Linked DNA regions of Mus musculus: all the other regions are linked to region 3. A link is a contact called in public promoter capture Hi-C data. All regions are on one chromosome and are shown on one strand. Each heading gives the region's core, a stretch centred on a gene start, on an enhancer-like site or on the middle of the called end of the contact. The rest is flanking DNA. Distances are from core to core; before and after follow the strand shown.

Region 1 (5,094 bases), core at 537-3,036, 730 kb before region 3:
GCAGTCTGGCACACATCTAAGCTGGACAGAATAATGTTTTCACCACATAAAAGAAAATTCAGGATGGTGTGTTGCCTGTTGTCCCAGCACCTGGGAGGCTAAGGAGATGGGGAGTTTGAGCCTTGACTGCAAGGAAAGTTTTAAGGTGATTCTGGTAACACAGTGAGAGACTGCCTTAAAACAAACACACAGACGGGGCAGCAAAAAGGTGACGGGAAGAGAAGAGAATCAAATGTTCCAAAGGAAACCACTACTATTTCTGATGTCCAGATGTAGTTACCAGAGCCCCAGAAAGAATATTATACTTTCCCACTAACAGCTAGGAGGACAGAATGGCAGATCTGTTACTGGAGTATCAGTATACAGGGTGTTTTGAAACTCTCAAGAACTGTACTGTGTTATGCTATTTGTGAGATACTTTATCATCCTCAGCATTCCAGGACATATTGATCCAACAGCCCTTTGTGGCCAACAGTCAGAACCAAAGGAAATGCTAACTTTCAGCCGAGGTTTATAACACACACACACACACACACACACACACACACACACACACAATTTTCCCACCCAGTGGCGGGCATGGTGGCTCACGACTTTAATCCCAGCACTTGGGAGACAGAGGCAGGCAGATTTCTGAGTTCAAGGCCAGCCTGGTCTACAGAGTGAGTTCCAGGACAGCCAGGGCTACAGAGAAACCCTGTCTCAAAATCAAAACAAAACAAAACACCCCAAAAAACCAAAAAACAATTTCCTCGCCCAGTCTCATGGGTCTCTAAATGTTCTTTCTCCATGGACCTCAAGAAGCTGCGAAGTTCTGACAGAATCAGGCAAAAGCAAGCAAACAGCGCCAGGAACATCGGCTGCCTGATTTACTTCTAGATCCCACAGGATGAGCCTGTCCCTGGATGCCCCGGTCTTCCCTTCCAAGATTCTGCACAGGGCGACCTGGGTGACTTTCACTGGTGGTATACTTCTCCCCCTGCAGTGGGGCTTACGACAGGCTTAGAACGCAGCCAGGATCAGGATCCCCTGGGACGACCTTGGCTGCCACTTAACTGGCTGTTACCACCCTGGCAACTGTAAGATGAGGCTCTGCTGTGCTGCCAGCCCAGTGTCTGTATGACAGCACCTGGGACAGAGCAAAGGCACATGTAGGCCACTCACAAAGCCAGGCAGGGCTCCTGGGGACTGAGACACCTCTGTTTAGGATGGGCCATCTATCCAGGCCATCAGTCAAATTCAAGGTGGCTGTAAGAGCCATCTCTCTCAGGGCCTAAGGGCAGTGGGGTGAGTTGTTACAGACAAAACTGTATGGCAGCTGTGGGGAGAGGGGGCAGTGACGTGTCATGGATAATTGACAGGCTTTGGTGAACATATATGGACGTCTGTGCCTCTGTACAAAGCTTTTTTTTTTTTTTTTTTTTTTTTTTGGTTTTTTCGAGACAGGGTTTCTCTGTATAGCCAATCTCATCAACCCAATCTTTTGTGCCTCGAAGGTTACTACAGAACTGCAGGGACCTGACGCAGTCCAAGCCTCTTTGGCAGGAGTCAAAGTGGGGAGGGACACTGTGACAAACAGCGCTCAAGATGAAAAAAGTCCAGCCACTGTGAGCAGGGAAGTCTGGAGGCTGGTCTTGTGCACAGGGAGGCCTGGAGACTGCTGATCAGCCAGAGTGCTCAGACTTGTCCCAACAGCATCTGGGAAGGAGGCAGAGGAGGAAGGGCGCCACTCTTCCCCACGTGACTGGTTTCAGCAGGAAGAGAAGTGCATCAACTCGGCCACAGGGACAGTCCCTAACAGCAGGCGTGTCCCAGGAGAGGCCACCCTTCTGCCGTTAACACTCTGTGCTCACATCAAAACTGGCCATGGTGACACCCTGTGCTTGTAATTCTAGCACTGGGAGATAGAGACAAGAGCATCCCCAGGGCTCTCTGGCAGAGAGCCTACCCTTAATCAGTGAATCCCAGTAAGAGGTCTTGTCTCCAACTCCACGGTGGGGCCAGTGAAAAGACTCATCAGATAAAGGCACTTGCTGCCGTGCCTGGTGACTTGAATTTGATTCCCAAGCCCCACGAGGCAGAGGCAGAAGGAGAGAACTGATTTCCATAAGTTGCCATCCAATCTCCACACAAACATTGCACTACCAAAATCACCCCTTCCCCAAATAAGTGTAACTTAGCAGAAAACAATGTGTTCTGCTCCCGAAGAGTACTAGTTGACCTTTAGCCTGAACATACATTCATATATACATGCCCTCTCTCTCTCTCCAAATGTCCAAATGACTTTGATTGACATTGCACAGCCATATCAGAGGCAGGTGGGAGAGAGACTGACTCAGAGGGTAATGGTTTTACCTGGGAGGGCGACTGAGCTAGGGCTGACCTTAGGGCTTCTGATCCCTGAACCAACATTCTCTCCACCATCGGAAACTACAGAGTCCATCCACATTTTCAAGCTGTTTTGCCCAGGGGCATGGCCTTACCTTGTATGCTCCTGCATGGCTGGGACCTGTTAGGTCTCTTCTGGGGATCCCTGCCTGCTCCAAGGCCTCTTCTATGGAGAAGCTGCAGTCTATGATGAAGGTCACCATTTCTTTTAGTTGTTCTGAGTGCTCTTCCAGTGAGGTCAGGATGCCTGTGCAGGTGCCAAACTTGTATTTCTGCAACTGTGGACAGATGGTCCTAGGGACACAAAGAAGTGCTCACAGGCCCCTGAGGCGCTTTTTTTGTTTTTGTTTTTGTTTTTAGAGACAGGGTTTCTTTATGTAACAGCCCTGGCTATTCTGGAACTTGCTCTGTAGACTGGGCTGACTCCAAACTCATGGAGATTCATCTGCCTCTGCCTCCACAGGGTGTACCACCGTGCCCACTCGGCCAATACTGTGTTTATTAGAAGGTCAGAGAGGGGCTGGAGAGTGGTTAAGAGCACTGACTGCTCTTCCAAAGATTCTGAGTTCAATTCCCAGCAACCACATGGTGGCTCACAACCATCTGCAATGTGAGCTGACGTCCTCTTCTGGTGTATCTGAAGACAGCTACAGTGTACTCATATACATTAAATAAATAAATCTTTAAAAGAAGGAGGAGGAGGAGGAGGAGAAAAAGGCAGAGGAGGGACTCTCTGATACTGACACGTCTAGAGCTCTCTACACTGGGGAGCGCTTGGTTTTCAAGTCGGGGCTTTGCTGGTGTTCCTGAAGCATGACCAAACCAGAACCACTGAATCAATGTGTGCATAGCATAACCTGTGGGTCCCACCCCATCCCATTTCCTGAACCTCAATGTGAGACCAGTCAGACCCACAAGAATAAAACAATGGTGGACTTTCTGCAACAGGGAGATGCTGTTGGACCCAGAGAAACTTTGGTGTCCTCTCCCATGAGGCTGAAAGCCTTATGTGGTACGAGCCTCAACCCTGTTCACCCCAAATCATTGCTGGGTTATTCCTCCTTTCCAGCCATGTGCCAGGGGATGGGTTGTAGGGATGGCCAGGGTGTGACTCCACATTCAGACACCAGCTCCATGGAGCAGCAAGTGTCTGGATAGGGAGAAACACAGAGCAATGAGGCACCCTCCTCCTCTACTGCTCTACTTTGGATCTCAAGTCTCCCCTAGAGGCCCATAGACTGAATGCACCATCCCAGCTTGTGGTGGTGGTGGTGGCAGCTATGCACCTTTAAGAGGTGGGAACTAGTAAGAGGAAGTTAGGTCATCGGGTATATCCGCTTTTAAGATGAGGATGTTACTTCGCCATCCTCTCTCTCTGCTTCCTGAGTAGCTTGGCTCCACTCCATCTCCCCTGCTATAATGTTCTGCTTTGCCACAGGCCCAAGCTGTAGCCACTCAACCATAGACTGAGACCTCCAAACCAGCAAACCAAACAAACCCTTCCTTCTTTAAGATGTGTGCCTTGGGTGTTTCTTCATAGTGTTGGAATGCTATGACCCATGAAGGGGGAGGAGTTGGGTCTTAAGGCATAAGTAGGAGTCCACAGGTTGGATGAGAAGGGAAGGACACCTAGGCAGAATGTGCTAAGTGTGAAGGCACCGAGTATATGAGCCAAGGGAGGTCTGCACCAGGAGACTCAAGCTGACCACACAGTAAGTACCAGCTCAGGCCCTAGTAACGTCTTTTTGAGGGGTCCCCTCATCCTTGCACCTACAGAATGATAATGGGAAGCCTTCTGTCTAGGAAGAGAGCTTGGGGAGGGGTGTGTGTGTGACCTGAGTATCAGGAAGAAGCTGAGCTGGGGCCGGGTCACCACTAGTCTTGAGATGGGGCTAAGGTACAGGCCACAGGCTGGCTGGCCTTGGAAACTTTTAAAGAGTAGAGTCACATGATCAGATGCAGACTTAGAAAAGGCCACTTTTGTGGGTGAGCAGAAGATGGTCAGATGGAGGAGAGAGCAGGAGGAAGATAAGGAGAGTTACAGTGTCTTAAAGTCTAGGTCAAAGACAATGGGAGCTGAAGCTATGAAGCGAGGGCATAGTGGAGAGGCAAAGAGGCAGGGTTCCCAGAGCCACCTAAGAGGCTTGTTATGCAGTGCTCACCCTTTATGTGTGAAAATACATCTAGTATCTCCAGTGGATGACTGACACTGGCTAGCCCCATCCCCTGTATATGTTATTGTCCCCTGTATTTCTACACCTGACATTTCCTTTATAAACCAGAGATGCATAGTAATTATAATTATATACTATAATAAAAGTTATTTAAAACATTGAGCTATTTATTCCTGGAATTTCCCATGCAATAATTTTAGACATTGGTCACCCATCGGGTAACTGAAACTTGTGGAGAGTGAATGGGAGCTAAGGGGGATGTCTGCTGTAGGCAAACATGCACAATATGAATGGTATTTTCTTCTGGGGGTTAGTGATTCGAGCATTGTTCTTAATCCTGTGCAAGGGTTTTCTGGTAGGAGTGATAAAGCGACAGGTGGCAGTGCCTGTCATGGTTAATTTTAATCATCATTTTGATACTATCTAGAATCATGTGGAAAGAGAGTCTCAGGCTGGCCTGTAAGAATGTCTTTGGGAGATTGCATTGATGAATTGAGGTGGGAGGATGCATCTCCTGTGGGTGGCACCATTC
Region 2 (5,238 bases), core at 1,566-4,065, 610 kb before region 3:
GAATCATCTTGGCTCCATTATTTCTCTCGACCGGCTAGTTTCTCTCTTTCAGCTCCAGCCTGCTTCCCCGGTGTACGGTACCGGGTCCTTGTAAGCCTCGGGCCAGCTTGCTACAGAATAGGACATCAGATCTCATTTAGGATGTTTGTGAGCCACCATGTGGTTGCTGGGATTTGAACTCAGGACCTTCGGAAGAGCAATCAGTGCTCTTCACGGCTGATCCATCTCTCCAGCCCCTTCAGGTACTTTGGTACAAAAATCTGCCAACTATGGAGACTACCAAATATAGACCACTTTCTACTTTTTAAAGGCCCATGAGCTAAGGATGGGTTTTGCATATTTCAATGTTTGAAAAGATATTAAAACAATAATATATTATGGCATGTGAAATTCAAATTCCAATATCCATTAAGACATCTTAGGGGAACACAGCCATTTGTTATTGTCTTTCTGTTTTCTATTGACCACTTTCCAGAAAAATTGAGTAGTTATAAATGAGAGTCTACGGCTCACACAGCCTTGGATTTGCTATCTGTCCTCTAACAGGAAGATAGTTTGCCCATTCTTCATCTAATCCATGTGCAATTTAGAAGATCATTTTTGCATTGTTTATGCTCGTCTTTTCTTTTCTCATTATCACCTACTTCCGCTACAGAAATTAAGCTGTCAGTGCTACACTTGCAATACATTCTTTCCCAGTGAGTCCTCTCTTCCCGTCAGCCTCATGGGATTCGACAAGTTATAAGAGAGTGACTTTGCTGTTCTAACTAGTGTAGGGGACTTCATTACTAAATAACTTCTGTGCCTCAGTGTAACATTTACGATCCCTCATTGTCTTAAGGACACGGTTCATCTTCATTCTCAGTTTGCCCGGATTTGGAACCACCTGGGAGACACACCTGTGGGTGTCTCTTTAATGGCATCTCCAGGGAGGCTTAACAGGGAAGATCCACCCTAGCTGTGCTGGGTGTCCTGGATTTAATAGAAAGGAGACTGCTGAGTACCACAGTTTAGCGCTGTCTGCTTCTGACCACAGACACAACTTGACCAAGTGGTCTCCTGTTCCTCCATCTTCCCGCCTCCATGATACACTCTATCCTTAAAATGTAAGTCACTCCCCGACCCTGCCCAGGTCTTTCTTTTTTCTCTTTTGAGTGTTTTTAAGAAAAGGTTTCTCTGTGTAGCCCTGACTATCCTAGAACTCGATATGTAGACAAGGCTGGCTTTGAATTCACAGAGATCTGCCTGCCTCTGCCTCCTGAGTGCTGGGATTAAAGGTCAGTGCCACCACACCTGTTCTTTCTTTAGAATGCTTCTGTCAGGTGTTTTTGTTTTGTTTTGGGTTTTTTTGTTTTGGTTTTTTTTTTTGTTTGTTTGTTTTGTTTTTTTGTTTTTTTTTTTCCAAGAAGGAAAATAAAGATACACTCATCTTTCCTATACAGCTGTTTCCCTTACACTTCATTTAGCCTACCTGTTACTTAGGTCACCAGCATTTGATCTCCTCTAGACCTAGGCTCACAGCTTACCTCTGTGTGAAATGTCTCCAGTTTTGTCTTACTTGCCCTTTAAATTGGCTATCCAGATTTTCTCCTTGCCCTAAAAGCCTTGAGAATAATCGTTGCCATCTGTGCCATTCTCTAATGCTTAATACTGGTTCACAGTTTTGTTTAAATTCTTTATAGTTTCCTGTGCCTGTATACAAGTTGCCCATCTCTCGAGTTCCGTTAATAGCTTTTCAGGAGCAGAAATTGAATCTTATTTTATGATTCACCACACTCTTTGAGTTTCTTAAACATGAAAAATTGGGATGAGGATGTAGTTTAACTGGTAGACTGCTCGCCTAGCATTCATAAAGCTGGAGAGTTCAATCTCCCGCATGTCATAAGCAAGGCATGGTGGCACATACTGCGAATTCCAGCACTGGGAGGTGGTGCTAGACGTACCAGGGGGTCAAGGCTAGGCTGAGCTACACTCCCCACCTCCACAAGTTATTATTTCAGATTTCTCATCCGGAGCCAGAACCTTGACTTTTTGTGTATAGGAGCTACCTGTATTTAATTTTTAAACGTAATTTAGTTTTGCCTTGTGTGAGCGATACATGCCCTTAATTAAAGCTTGTGTGGAGGTCGGAGGTCAACATGTTAGTTCTTTTTCATTATATGGGAACTGCACTGTGGTTGTCCACGTCTGGCCGCAAGCACTTTTACCCACGGAACCATCTTGCCGGCTCCTACCTGTATTTAAACACAAAATTCATTTAATTTATTTAGTGCTACAGAGAATAGTATCATTCGAAGACATGCCATCTTCCAGACAGTCACACATTTGTGGGCCGTTCCCTAGGACCCTCAGACGCGCGCGAGCGCAAACACGTGGGTGACAAGTGCTTCCCTCCAGGACCCTCCTTTGTCCACTGTGATTGGCGGACCAAGCGGTCCAATCGTCTTTCCCCGCCTCTTTCCGCAGTAGCCAATCAGAGGTCCGGAGCGCCTCCTGACTACTAGATACTGTTTACTAACAGATCGAAGCTGGGAATAAGGGGTGTGACCATTCTGGGGAGGTCAGGAGAGGGAAGGCCTGCCTGCGCGTGCGCACCAAAGCGAGTAGGTGGGGCATTCCGTGGGTCTTGCCAATCGGAGCGTTCGCGCTCCTCCCTCTCCTGCCTCCCCGCCAAGCAACAACAATTCGAGCAGCGGGGCGGGGCGGCTCCTGAAACGTCAGGACTAGCCGCCCAATGGGAACGGGCGCTGGCAGACGCGCGCGCGCTGCGCCCAATAGCGCTGGTGGCTCAGGGCTGTCTCCTGGGCTGGCTGTGGGAGGAGCGGCCTGGAGGAGGAGGTGGAGGCGCAGGGCGCGGGGTTGTGCCGTACTAGCGGTGCCCGCTGAGGGGAGGAGGCGGAGGAGCTGCACGGCCAGAGCGGGAAAGAGACTCGCCTCAGTGTCGGAGTTGTGGCGCTGCGGCAGCTCGGCTCCTGGAGCTGTGGAGAGACGGGGCGTCTGCTGTCCCATCAGGTTCCCCTAAGAGCGACCCGCGCGATCGGAAAGAGGGTGAAGATGGAGGGGGAGGGCGGCGGCAGCGGCGGCGCGGGCACCAGCGGGGACAGCGGCGACGGCGGCGAGCAGCTCCTTACTGTCAAGCACGAGCTGCGGACCGGTGAGCGACCCCGCCCTCTGCTGGCCGGGCCAGCCGCGGAGGCGCGCCTGAGAGCCGGCATGGGTGCGCGCACAGGCCAAAAGGGGCGCGGGCTGGGGGGGACGGGCCCGGGGCGGGGCTTCGCGGGCGGGGAATAGTCCGGGGGTCCTGGGAGGCTCTGGGCACGGAGAGGAAAGTTTGCTCCTGCTGGGCCCCCAGTTTCCGACCCAGCCTGGGAAGATGCCTTTATGCCCCCTTTCCTGCATAGGTGACATATCTGTCACTACACGCTGTCTCGAGGGAAAGGTACTCTTTCCCTCAAGAGGTGAGCTGTGTGGAGCTGTGTGTGATGGAGCTTGAAGCTTGAACTCACTTTACCCTGCACCTCTGCCTGGGATGGTTCAGGTGTGAGGGGAGTGTGTGTGTTTGTGTGTGTATGTATGTCTGTACCATCCCTAAGGGACAGCGATCCTGCGAGAGGGGTATTGGTTCTCGGTTAGTCTCTGGTGAAGGAAAAAGGCTTCGTGGTCCTCTGGAATTAAGTCCTTTCTCTCAGAGTTATCGTGAAGTACTATACTCTCTGAAATTTGCCAGGTCTTTTGGCAAGCAGCCTCTATAAATGTAAAGTTTTGGGTGAAAGGCTTCACTAGGCGACTTAAGTGCTTGCATCCCCTGTGCTGGAGATCAGTAAAGCTCCGTGTGCTAAGCTTTTTACTTTTGCTTTTTCATTGTGTAATTCCGGGGTTTGTTTTGGAAAATTCTTATCTGGACCAATTGGTAAAGTTTGGGTCTCCCCAGCCCCATGGAGTCAGGTCTCCCCTTACACTATCATTTCTGCATGGAGAATGTGTTAGAGTGGATCGATAGTTATTAGTGTCAGTGGTTTTAAGATTTTTGACACTTAAGTCTTTGGCACATTATATTAAGTAGACACAAATGGCAAATGGCAGGTTTCAGGTAGAAAGCGGGTCCACCTTGCTGCTGTTTGGAACAGATTGAAACAGATGGATAAAGTTAACTACAACCCACAATTCTTGATTGCCCATTAGTATCTTTGGTGCCAGTCTTATGACTTAGTATAAGATGTAAATTCATGCCTTCTCATTTATCAGTATAAGCACTGCAGTTTTGATGGTTCTGACTCTATAATGTATCCTGACCCAGTTATTCCATAGTATTTTTGAATTCCTCACATAAACAGTGTAGATTCCCTTGGTTGAGATCTTCACTCCAAATGTTATCAAAAAGTGATGTTTTCAACGGGATTTTAAGCCATTTTTCTCAGTATACATGTATGTAGTGTTAATGCCCAGTTTACACCAGGAGCAGTGTCACATTTTCTAGAGTAAGGATTTTGGTCCACCTCCCCCCCATCTTACATAATGATTCCTTGCTGTAAGTGTGTGGAATCATACAGTACAACAAATGCTGCTTGAAGTCTTCTATGCTCAGCCATTGATCATGATACAGCAAGCAGTCTTTTGCTCAAAGACCAAGGGGCAACCTACTTGTTAGTAGTCAGCCAACTGCTCAGTTTCTGGATTTTGCAAACAATGCTAACTCTGTAGAAAACAATGAGCGCTGTTTTATTTCCCTTTGTCAACTAACTGTGTGTGAATCATCAAGTTTGCATTTAGAAATTCTTCTGATGGATGACGAGACTGCACTGAACTCACTAGTAATGTAGTAAAAAGGACAGGAACGGCCATTTAAATGTATTGCTAAGCACGTGGACAACTGATCAGATGTAATGGTCAAAAACACTGTTAAAATATAACTTGAAAGAGTAACTCCTCCGTCACCAGCCAGCTGGGCTCCTCTTAGCACATGTTGCTCTGATAGGAGCTAGAGCAGTGTGGTAGCTGGTGGCTATATTGAATACCATAGGACAAATGATAATTGAATTAGAAACCCAGTATAAGGGCGTGGAAATGGCTCCATTATGGAGACTGAATAGTATGGCATACCCGGACATGGAGTTGGAAGACGTGATGATGAATACTAGCTCTGCCACTTAGCTGGGTGTATAGACTTGGGAAATCACTGCATTCTTTCAGGCTTACTCCTTTCATCTGTAAAATGTGGACATTGAATGAGACACTACT
Region 3 (5,200 bases), core at 335-2,834:
GTACGTGTGGGTCTGTGCCCGCATGCCGGGGCACTCGAGAGGAAGCCAGAGGGCGACTTCCAGGGATTCTTTCCTTCTGCCTTGTGGGTCCTGGAGTCAACTCAAGCTGCCAGGCTTCATGTCGAGTGCCATCCCATCTGCCCAACAGTGGAGCTTGAAACAGGAGTAACAGTGGACTCACTGATTCACCACCCTAGGGAAGCACCTCTCACTACAACACTGGTGGCTTCAGTACCAGGACAAAACCACCTCAGAAATGATGCCAAGCATAAAGCACATTCGACCACACGCAAGGCTCGGACCTACTCAGAGCTGGAGTTACAGACCATTCTGGAGCCTGCTGGCATGCATGGGTGCCGGGAACCAAACGTGGGTTCTCTCAAAGTGCAGCAGGTGTTCTTTACCCCTGAGCCGCTTGATTCTCAAAGCCCCCTTGATACACAGGCAGATAAAAGGACCAAGGTCCAGGGAGGTTAACGGCCCTGTATATTGTCACAAAGCTTGTTAGACAGAAATCACACTAAGTTCTGCTGTCTCTCAAACCCAGAGGGTTTCTCAACTGCTCTAGAAAAGAAAGGATTTGTGCCCCACCAATGGTCACTGGCTGTATTTCTGTTTCCTCATTAAAATGGGGACATTAATAATAATCTTCGGGGTTGTTCTAAGAAGTAAGAACAACTCTGGGGAAATGCCTGGCGCATGTTCGGGATACTTTTTGTTTGTTTGTTTGTTTGTTTGCTTTTCCGAGACAGGGTTTCTCTGTGTAACTTTGGCTGTGCTGGGACTCACTCTGTAGACCAGGATGACCTCGAACTCAGAAATCCACCTGCCTCTGCCTCTCGAGTGCTGGGATTAAAGTCGTGCGCCACCACCGCCCGGCTTGGGATACTTTTCAAAGTCATCACCGGTCCTTTGTGTGCTCTGGCCTTCACCTACATTCAGATGCATTGGCCTGGCAGCTCATGATTCGGGCGGACTTCAGGGTTGCCTCCTTTTGCATTTCCTGACCCTCTGCCCTGCCCGGGCTTCGCTCAGCTATCAGTACAGATTACTCCCTTACAACCTTAATTTAGGCCTCGATTTAGATTTCACATCCACGAAGGGTCCTTCGCTGATACCCTAACAAAACCAGCCACCTTCTTACAACACAGCTACGTAACGATCTGGCCCGGTCCTGTTCCCTGACATATTTATTGTCTCCCTGCTCTAGAACGGAAGCGCCATCATCAACCGTGCTCGCCCGGTAACCTCCGTGCCTACATCTGAATCCGGCTCAACCAACCAAACCGGAGAGCGCTGAGCCGTCTGCGGAGAAACACTACGCTGGCTCTGCGGCTCAGCCGCTGTCCCCAGCGTCGGCCGGGCTGTCCCACTCGGCTTCAGCCCTTCAGCGCCTGCCTACTCGAGCGGTTCACAGCCCGGTCTCTCCCTGGGCGCCGTGCATCCTGCCCGCGTCCGCCAGGGAGTGAGATCCGCTCCGACCCGCGATGAACCCGAGCGTCACATCGCCTCGTCCTCCCGCCTTGGGGCGCATGGATGTTTGAGACGACCAGCCGAAACCCTTAGTCACTCACCATCTTCCTTCAGTCCTCCAAATCGCCACCGCCGGAAGTGCATCCACCAAAGCGACCCGGACAGAACGGAAGTAACTTTAAAAAAAAAAAAAAAAAACAGGCTACGGAAGCCTATCGGGACCAACTTCCTCACGGGCGAAGTTGAGCACGAAGGGCTTATTTCGGCGGTTTGGTACAAGGATTGGTTAAACATGTGGGCACTTAAAATAGTTTACTCGAGGGAATTCTAAGTAGCTGATCTTGGGCTTTTGTCAGTAACTTAAGACAATGATCTTGGACGTTGGAGACTTGGGGAAAATATGAAAATTTTAGAAATTTAAAAGGATGCAAAATTATAATTGGGAAGAAGTATTTATGTCAGGCAGGAATGGCGCTTGGGACTGAGAAGTTGATGTGTACACAGCATTTATGATCTTCTTTAGTTTCTGAACTTTGTAGCTCTCTTGAAAATAGTTCTTTGCCGAAAGAGATCTAAATGTGTGCTTTTTTTTTTTTTCTTCCCTCTGATGACAAGGGACTGATGATGGTGGCTAATACTGTGTTAAAATTACCCTTGAGGCGCTGGAGAGAGGGCTCAGCAGTGAAGAGCAGGGGACCCACATGGCAACTAACAACCATTCAGGGCACCTGTAAGCACGTGATGTGCAAACTCATACATGTAAACATAAACAAAGTAATTAAAAATTAAAAAAAAAAAAAAGACAGGACACTGAATGTGGAGAGAGTCCAAGTATCACTGAGGAGGGACACAAACTGGGGCTTGGGGCCCCAGGCAGGTGTTACACATTGTTATTAATTAGTGTTATTAATGTTAACGATAAATTCTTTAGCTTGTCCATGTAAGTACTCTTTGTGTTCCTATTCCTAAGTAAGAGTTTGAGGGATAGGAAATCTGACTCCCTAATTAACAGCTACTTTGAACAAAAGAACTGGTTAGTCAAACAGCCCGAAGGACCTGGCTATTTTGAGTACTCCACAGACACACTGAGAACTATACACAATCCCAGTTGATGGCCTTAGCCGTTCCCAACACCTTGTATCAGACCTTTTGCTATCATTCAATGAATTTCAGAAGACCCTGCCATCATTTCTACCTAGCCCAGGTGGGGCTATTTCCCCTGATGGTCCAGCAGACAGAAACTGTGTGTTGTAAGGTGAAGGTTAAAGGGACAAGGTGACTGGTGCCAACACAAACCTTCATCAATACCCACGTGTGCTATGGTTATCTGAATCTTTATCTTGCTATATATACAGGCTGCTCCAAGCTTGCTGGGTGAGTTGGCTGGAGGACACTCCATTGCTGCCTCCCTGGATGTTGTAACATGAGGCTCAATAAAAGACTTCCTTTGGTCTTGTCTTGCCTGCTTTGATGGTAAAGGGAGGAAGTTAAATTTACTCTTGGGAGGCTGGAGACATGAACTGGTAGCACAGAGAAGCAGCAGATGTGGTGAAGGCAAAGGCGGTGGACCAACGGTGGCAGCAACGTTTAGATGTGTGATTGGGCGCTGAACGGCAACTGGATTGTTTGACAGCAGTGTGAGACAGAGGGAGAAGGGGATGGAAGCAGAGAGTTGTAAGAAGGCGAGAGCTGTAAATGGCTCCAGAGTGGGTAGAGACATGAGGACTGTGAGTTGGAGACCAGCCTGGTCTACGTAGCAAGTTCTAGGCTAGCCAGGGCTACATAGCCTCTGTCTCAGAGGCAAAAAAGTTACAAGTGGGAAGATTTAAAGGGTTCTGGTCTGTGTTAAAAGTGGCTTCAAGGCCAGCATTGCTTGGGATGCCTAGGAGTGTGACCCAAATATGACCGAAAGGACAGGAGGCTCCCTAAGAGGCCGGCACACACAGAACCGATGACGCTTAGGACTTGCCTTCTGTGGGACAGACAACGTTCAGAAGTGCCACAGTCACGTGATTTTAAAATCTCCTTTCTGCCCATCTACACAGTCGTGGAGGGAACTCTCCCTCTTTTCCACCCACACCTTCCATCTCCCTAAGCATCCGGAGAGACTTCGATAACTCAGCTTGCTTTTACTTATCTGTCATGGAGTAAACATAAATTTTGTGGGTTTTTTTTTTTTTTTTTTTTTTGTTGTTCTATTATTTTCTATTTCTTGGGTCCTCTTAAGAGAGGTAGTGTGGCCGGGCAGTGGTGGTGCACGCCTTTAATCCCAGCACTTGGGAGGCAGAGGTAGTGGATTTCGGAGTTCGAGGAGTGAGTTCCAGGACAGCCAGGGCTACACAGAGAAACCCAGTCTCAAGAAAAACAGAGGGAGAGAGAGAGAGAGAGAGAGAGAGAGAGAGGTGGTGTGGGCACTGATTCAAGTAGAAGCCGCATGCTTTAGAAGTTATGGATGGGGATAAGAAGAAGGGGAGGGGAGGGAGAGGGTGGGGGAGGGGAGAAGGTGGGGGAGGGGAGGGAGAGGGTGGGGGAGGGGAGAAGGTGGGGGAGGGGAGGGAGAGGGTGGGGGAGGGGAGGGAGAGGGTGGAGATTATGAATAGCCACATGTGGTGGTTTGAATGAGAATATCTTGGGTAATGTCACCACAATGAGACCCAAGCCAGACGAAGCCTCCCCTCCCCCATCTCAGTGGTCATCTTGTGGCTTTGCCTCTCTCTGCCCCATGTCAGAGTGCCACTTGGGTCAATGACTCAGCTCAGATTTCTCGTTCTCACTGCTATAGCTAGTTTCTGGACACTCACCATGCTCCAGGCTCTCCTGAGGGCGATGGGAATACTGTAATGAGCGAGCAGAAAACAAAATTTTGATGAATTTTGTAATAAGCAGGTAAATAAATTGCATAGCATGCCATATGATAATAAATATGATAGAGGAAATTACACAGGACAAAGACTGCGCAGCCATGGTGGGGTGGGTTCTAACTTTAGATAGCAGGTGTTGGCAGAAACCACTGGAAGATCTTATCATAGGCTACTTTTTCTTCTTTTGGGTCTCAAACCCCGAGCCTTGTACATGTTGAGAAAGCATTCTACATTACCTCAGTGTGTGAACTGTGTGTTTCAGAAAGCTAGTTGAAAGGGTTTCAACTTTTAACCATAAAGAAATGATTAATAGTGAAAGAAATAGATGCTCTATGTATTTAAATATCACATAATGCATGCATGTACCCCAACACCATGTACTATTTATTGCATTGATGTCTGTAAGCTTTATGTTTTTAAATTAGAATATCTTAATATTGGTGTGTGGGTGTGTCTGCAGATGTGCACATATCTGCATGCATGTATAAATCAGAGGACAGCTTTTTGGGCTTGGTCTTGTCTCCTACCCTGTGGTGGTAGGGTCTCACTTACTGTTTCTGCCACTGCAAAGCATAGTCTAGGCTAGCTAGCTTGCGTGCTTCTGGTGGACTCTTCTGCCTCCGATCTCACTGTAAGTGTGCTGAGATTGCCCACATGAGACATGTCTGGAATGAGTTTGAGGCAATTTTAGTATTCATGTTATATTTTTGGATTAAAGCATTTTGATCTTTTAATTAAATGAACTTCTTTAATGTGTTACTTGAGATGATAACCTGGCACCCGAAGTAAACCTCAGCTTCAGAGCCCTGGCTCTACACTGCTCTGTGTGTGTGTGTGTGTGTGTGTGTGTGTGTGTGTGTGTGTGT
Region 4 (5,627 bases), core at 890-3,389, 770 kb after region 3:
TCAGGGCTCAACTGAGAGCCTTGGATGAAGAAGGTCAGGCCAGCCCTCCCACCTGCAGCTTGGTGGGTGCTTTGATGGCTTCTTTTACTTCAGTGTGGTAACTCACTGTCTTCCCGGCTCTGCCCACACCTTACCTTTTTAAAGTACACCATGCATCATACTCCACAGGAAGAGATAGAGGGTGTAGAACCTGCTTTACTTGGAAAGTCTGGTCAAACCCTGCAAACTATGCCAGACTTAAAAACATGTACAGGAAAGGAAATAAATGACTTTGAGATCTTTGACTGCCCAGATCATTAAACCCTACAGATATATCTTCAGCATAGATGCTCTGGGACCAGGGACCAGGTGACCGGCATGGTTCTGGGTATGGCCTTTGACCATGAATGACTTTGTAGGACTGCCCTGACCCCAGAACACTGGGAATGGTTCATTCTAGGTGTCCTGCTGCTGTTACACAGGCTTGAGAACTATTTACGAGTGCTGTGAACACACAAGGCTTGTAAGAACACTACTTGGTGACGTGATAACTGAAATGCAGACTAGGAAAATTCTTCAAAGATTTTTTTTTTTTGGAATGGCTTAGATTTAGTGGTCCTTCCATGTGATCTCCTTGTAATTTGCTGCCTCTCTGTGTTAGTTTAAAGGTTTTCATGTTTGCTTTTCTCAATGTTGGAAGACACCACCAGGCTTTGTAGAGGAGAGTGAGGGAAATTACAAAGGAAGCATGGGTGGGGTGGGACTAGGTCATTTAGCTTCTTTTCGTTCCAAATCCGTAAATATTTACTGTTGACCTTCTCAAATGGTTTGGGTACACTGACCCAGTTGAAAGCAGGGCAGGCGAGAGCAGCTGTTCCCCACCCCCACCCACTGTTAAAGCTGATCTCAGACCAATTGCCTCCAGCCAGCCCAAAAGTGGCCTTCAGGGAAAGCTGCCCCCTTCCCCCCAGGGAACAGTTTTAGCCAATTTACACTTTTAAAGTGTGACCTCTTCTAAAGATTCCTAGAGACAAGAGCAGATTGCTGTGAACTGAAGGACACCCCCCCCCCATAAAAATAAAAAATACTTTGAATTCTGGCTTAGGTTTGCTATTGTTGCCAGGTCTTTTGTTTCTGAGGGGAAGGTAATTATAAATTCCATTCCAAGCATAAATGTTCTTTTGTGAGCAAGGGGGACGGGATACCAAAAACAATGAGTGGATTACGTTTCCATTTTTGTAAGATCGTGCCAAGATAATGTGGTTTAAAACAGCTGGGGTTTTTAGAGCAGAGATGGAGCTTCGAAAGGTCTTCTCAGCGCCCATGAACGTCAGCCAAGTTAGAGACTTCTGGACGAGTCTGAATATTCCTCCAGATTCATACTGAGAAATAAGGGATTTTGGGTTGGGGGTAGTTCAGATTTGACAGTCATGTTATTGCATCAACATAATCTGGTAGCTACATGTTCATCTGACCTCATCTACTCGGGGCAAAGAGGAGCAGAGAGCATTTAATGGTGTCCTGTTGTCAGCCTGAGAAATCATTAGCAAATGAACAGGAAACTTTGGAGAATAACTACAATATAGCCCTGTATTTGCCTACCACAAAATTCTCTGTACTGTATTAATATGTTTTCATTTTAATTTTTCTTTGCAGAGTATTGGGAAAGGGTCATTGTGGTGCATCGACCCAGAGTATAGACAAAATCTAATTCAGGCTCTGAAAAAGACACCTTACCACCCACCTCCTACTCCTCAGGCTTATCAAAGGTAAGTGACTCGCACTATCGGGGGTTTTTGTTTTCTTAAAGTCTCCTGGAATTTTGTTATTTTAGCAGAGACAGTCTCTAAAACTAATTTAGTAGGCCGTATGAATGTTTTAAAAATAACTACAGACTAATGGGAAAAAGAATTAAGTCTGATGAGGAGGCACATCCATTGGCTATGCATTTCCTGGGAAGCTTACCGCTTCTGTAGCTCCGACTGAGCGGGTGTGGCTCCGGAAGGGCTCCTGGTAGGTAAATAGCGTCTTCCTGGGTAGAATCGGTTACAGAGGAAAGTGGACAGCTTTTCTATCTCTGCGGGTCACGCTTTGTTGGAATAAGAGCGGTGAGGCACACAGGTGATTCCACCTTCCCATGGCCTGCCTCTAGAGATGTGGAAAGAAGGCAGGCTCGGTTGTTGTCATCCGGTTTCCATGTCGACAGGCTCCTGAGTGATGGGTTTGTTGTGGTTACTAAGTGTTTGTCTTGAGAACCATGGCCACTTTCCCTCCTCACGTGTCTGGCTGTCATGAGACTGAGGTCATGAGTGCATTTTTACAAATATACAATGGGAGGGGTGTTAGGTAGATTGTCACAGTTTAAAAAGCATGTCAGTGCTAAGTTAGAAGAAAGGGCCTTACAGAACAAAGAGCCGGATTTCAACCTGTGGATGGAGTCTTAGCTCTTCACGGTGCTTGTCATCAGGCCCACTAAGAAAGTTTGAAAATTACTTTATTTAAGTGTACAGCTGTTTCACTTTCATTTATGTCTGTGTAGCATTTGAATGCTTGGTGACTGTGGAGGCCAGAAGAGGGCATTGCATCCCCTGGAACTGGAATTACAGGCGATTTGAGCCACTGTGTCAGTGCTAGGAATTGAACCTGGATCCTCTGGAGGAGCAGCCGGTGCTCTTAGATCACTAAACCATCTTTCCAGTCCCCTACCAAGAAGTTCTAGAAGGCATGTAGCAGCATTTCCTTTGTTAACTGGTTAAGAGAAACTGCCAGTGGAGTAGACATTTATGTTAATTGGGAATGGCCCGGTGTCAGAAGGCTGGGGAATTTTACAGTCCACTTGCAGATTTTTCTGTTCTGATGTTTATTCTGCAGGAGGGCACACAGAGTGAGCCTTCCAACGTGGCATTAATGAAGTTCTTGTGCGTTCCATCACAGACCCTAGACAATCAGTCTCCGGCAAGAGACGGGAGAAGCAGCTGGGCTCTATGAGAAGACTGCTGTATGTCTGCCTTTGCTAGGCGATTAGCGTGATGGTAGCCATAGTAACTGGAGTGTCTCCATAGTAACGCGTAGCTGAGACAGGTGCACTTGCATCACAAGGCTGTTTGTTGCCTGGCAAAAGGACAGGCCATTAGTACTTAGACATAAGCTGTTGCCTTAGAAACAAATAACCCTACATAGCAACTACAGTTGGTTCGCAAGGGTATTTTTGGGGGGCTGGGGGAAGGAAGGTTGTAGCTGCTTTTGTCTGTGTTCATAAAAATCAGTGGAAGCATACTTTATTTGAAATGACAACTCGAGGTCATATAGCTGTAGGAGGAAGAGATGGGATTTTCCAGAGCAGCCTAGCCTACATTGTAGGAATGTCCAGAAGGGGAGAGCCATATGCCTGCCTCTCTTCTTGTGATGGTAGCCATTCCTGAAATAGAAGCTGGGATTGGGGTTAGAGAGTTGCTTTTTTATGGGGTTGGTGGGGAGCCTGGCACTAATTATTGCAATACTGTCGATATTCAGTTTCCAAGCCCACCCCACTAGTTTCTCTAGTTTCTCCCTTAGAAGTATGTCACACCCGTTTGCTTCTAGCAAGTTAAAAATGTAAGTGTTATTCACTGGGTCGTGTCATTGGTTCATTTAGGCCAGTGCCTTGTTGCCAAATGTGACCCCCAGGGAAACACTGCAATTATTTAATAATTTGAAGGATTATAATAGAACTCTGGGGGTAGCAAGTAGAATACACACAGGCCAGAGGTATTGTGAGCTGGCTGTAACCTAATGACTTCTCTAGAGTCTTAGCACGGGCATGAAAATGCAGATGAACTAGGGCTTTTACAGTAAATGATTTCCAGATGACCACTTCAGATCCAGTTCTGTCCCTTGCAGTTAACCAGCTCCTTCCATATCAAGGTGCTTAGATGTCAAGTCCATCAGATCACTAGTGAGGCGATTCCAGCCCACATCTTCATGATTTGAATCCAGAGAGCACGGTGCTCTCTCCATGCCTTGGAAAGGGTTTGCTTGAGAAGCCAGCCTATGGTGTGAGAGCTCACACCGAAACTGGTGAAGAATTTCTCTGTACCAGGCCACTTGGTGATGTAATTCCAGGAGGCCGGAAGTGGAACAGCCAGCCATAAACAGATACCAAAATGCTGAGTTAACCTGATCTGGCCAGGTCTACTGTGACTCAAGGGGTCCTTGTCAGCCCCATGTGGAGCCACTGTGAAGGGCACCTGGGTAGTGTTTGGCTTCCACAGAGCTGGTGTTTGGCATGTGAGAGAAGACAGTGATTATACAAGAAGGGCAGCTAATGCTGTCCCTTGCAGGTGTGCTTGGCAGCAGCCCTGGCCTAAGCTGCAGGTGGCTGGAAGCTCTGTGAGGAAATCCAGGAGTCTGAAAACACTGCCCCAAACCTTGTTCCCATCCAAACAGAATGCTAAACATTGCAGTCTGTTGGCTTGCGCCTGTTTTCCAAGATTTTGTTAGAATGTTCCCCTACACCTGTTTTCTCTCTCTTTTTTTTGTCCTAAATACTGTTTTTAACTAAAATTCGAAGAGCCAGGTGAGTTAGCCATTGTATTAATTTACATAGGCCACCCTGACAAAGTGCCACAGCTGAGTGAGTCAGACAGCATCAGGAATTGCCTCTCACCCCATGAGCCCAAGGTGTTAGCAGGGTTGGTTTCTTCTGGGAGCTGTGGGAGAGGATCTGGCCCAGCCTCTCCCCCGTTCTAGTGGCTTGCTGGTTATCTGTGATATTCCTTGGCTTATATTTCACAGGACTGTCTCTACCTCCGTCTTAGGAGGAGGCTAAGCCTACCTGACTAAAAACTCTCCTTATTCCAGGGTGACTTTAACTTCTCCAATGACACACACTTGAAATACAGTCACATTGTGACATACTAGGGACCTAGGACTTCGGGGGGGGGGGATTTTAGGAAGTTGTAATTCAACCCTTAGCATTCTGGGGAAGCAGAAAGTCCAGGTGTGTTGACCATGCGGAATGGTAGAGGAGTTTCAGGACACCGGAGTCAACCTGAAATTGCCCCAATGAGCTAAGGGATGTCACTGCATTATAAACAACATACAAACCGAGTGTCTGTGAGCAGGAGCTGATGGAGACAGTTGAGGTCCATTTCTCATACACACAATCCCACATAAGTGGTGGAAACAGTTCTTCCCTAAGAACTTCTTGGAAAGAGTGGACTGTCGAGGAGGGGTCCTAAAGGATCGTCTTAGTCAGGGTCTCTATTGCTGTGAGGAAACACTGTGACCAAAAAGTAAGTCGGGGAGGAAAAGGTTTATTCAGCTTACACTTCCCAATTATAGAAGGAAATCAGGACAGGAACTCAAAGAGGGCAGGAACACGGAGGCAGGAGCGGATGCAGAGAACATGGAGGGGTGCTGCTTTTACTAGCTTGCTCATGGTGGCTAGCTCAGCCTGCTTTCTTATAAAACCCTGAACCAGCAGCCCAGAGATGGCACCACCCACAATGGGCTGGGCCCTCCTTCACTGATCACTAATTGAGAAAATGACTTACAGCTCTTCTTGGAGACATTTCCTTAACTGAGGATCCTGTCTCTCTGATGACTTTATATGTCAAGTTGACACGAAAAAACCAGGCTGTCCAATGATGTTTATTGTGAGCAAACTT

Evidence for each region. Promoter capture Hi-C pulls out the DNA fragments that hold promoters and counts their contacts.
Region 1: a promoter capture Hi-C map of pre-B cells shows a contact between it and region 3, with 9 times the contacts expected there. The contact joins the enhancer-like site here to the promoter of Psmc1 in region 3. A contact is called at or near these places in 4 of 39 promoter capture datasets (embryonic stem cells, hippocampal neurons, pre-B cells and 1 more), 7 of 484 Hi-C or Micro-C datasets (B cells, the G1E-ER4 cell line, embryonic stem cells and 2 more), 2 of 115 datasets of contacts at active chromatin or transcription factors (large pre-B cells and memory CD8 T cells) and 1 of 9 other capture datasets (embryonic stem cells).
Region 2: a contact with region 3 is called in a promoter capture Hi-C map of pre-B cells. The contact joins the promoter of Rps6ka5 here to the promoter of Psmc1 in region 3. A contact is called at or near these places in 6 of 39 promoter capture datasets (the 3T3-L1 cell line, cranial neural crest, erythroid cells and 3 more), 4 of 115 datasets of contacts at active chromatin or transcription factors (bone marrow-derived macrophages, embryonic stem cells, large pre-B cells and 1 more) and 2 of 9 other capture datasets (embryonic stem cells and liver).
Region 4: a contact with region 3 is called in a promoter capture Hi-C map of liver, with 2.6 times the contacts expected there. The contact joins the promoter of 3300002A11Rik here to the promoter of Psmc1 in region 3. A contact is called at or near these places in 4 of 39 promoter capture datasets (hippocampal neurons, liver and second pharyngeal arch cranial neural crest), 2 of 484 Hi-C or Micro-C datasets (cortical neurons and palatal mesenchyme) and 4 of 115 datasets of contacts at active chromatin or transcription factors (astrocytes, cardiomyocytes, embryonic hindbrain and 1 more).

What each region holds. Positions count from the first base shown.
Region 1 is chr12:100,836,088-100,841,181 of GRCm38.p6, reverse strand. Dglucy (D-glutamate cyclase) reads right to left here. Exons shown (of 13, transcript NM_145448.5): 4 at 2,484-2,682. Among named protein-coding and RNA genes, the nearest start is that of Gm36572, 55 kb to the left of the region's middle. Within about 2 kb of position 1,786, at least 77 of the 459 cell types and tissues checked have an H3K27ac peak or open chromatin away from gene starts, as enhancers often do. A contact at or near this core is called in B cells, the G1E-ER4 cell line, pre-B cells and 1 more, where this site is marked.
Region 2 is chr12:100,722,697-100,727,934 of GRCm38.p6, reverse strand. Rps6ka5 (ribosomal protein S6 kinase, polypeptide 5) reads left to right here and starts at 2,815. Exons shown (of 17, transcript NM_001330702.1): 1 at 2,815-3,154. The coding sequence starts at 3,055.
Region 3 is chr12:100,106,586-100,111,785 of GRCm38.p6, reverse strand. Psmc1 (protease (prosome, macropain) 26S subunit, ATPase 1) reads right to left here and starts at 1,584. Exons shown (of 11, transcript NM_008947.3): 1 at 1,575-1,584. The coding sequence starts at 1,577.
Region 4 is chr12:99,337,543-99,343,169 of GRCm38.p6, reverse strand. 3300002A11Rik (RIKEN cDNA 3300002A11 gene) reads right to left here and starts at 2,139. Exons shown (of 3, transcript NR_166805.1): 1 at 1,945-2,139. Foxn3 (forkhead box N3) reads left to right here. Exons shown (of 6, transcript NM_183186.2): 3 at 1,636-1,748. RefSeq lists an enhancer at 1,899-4,550.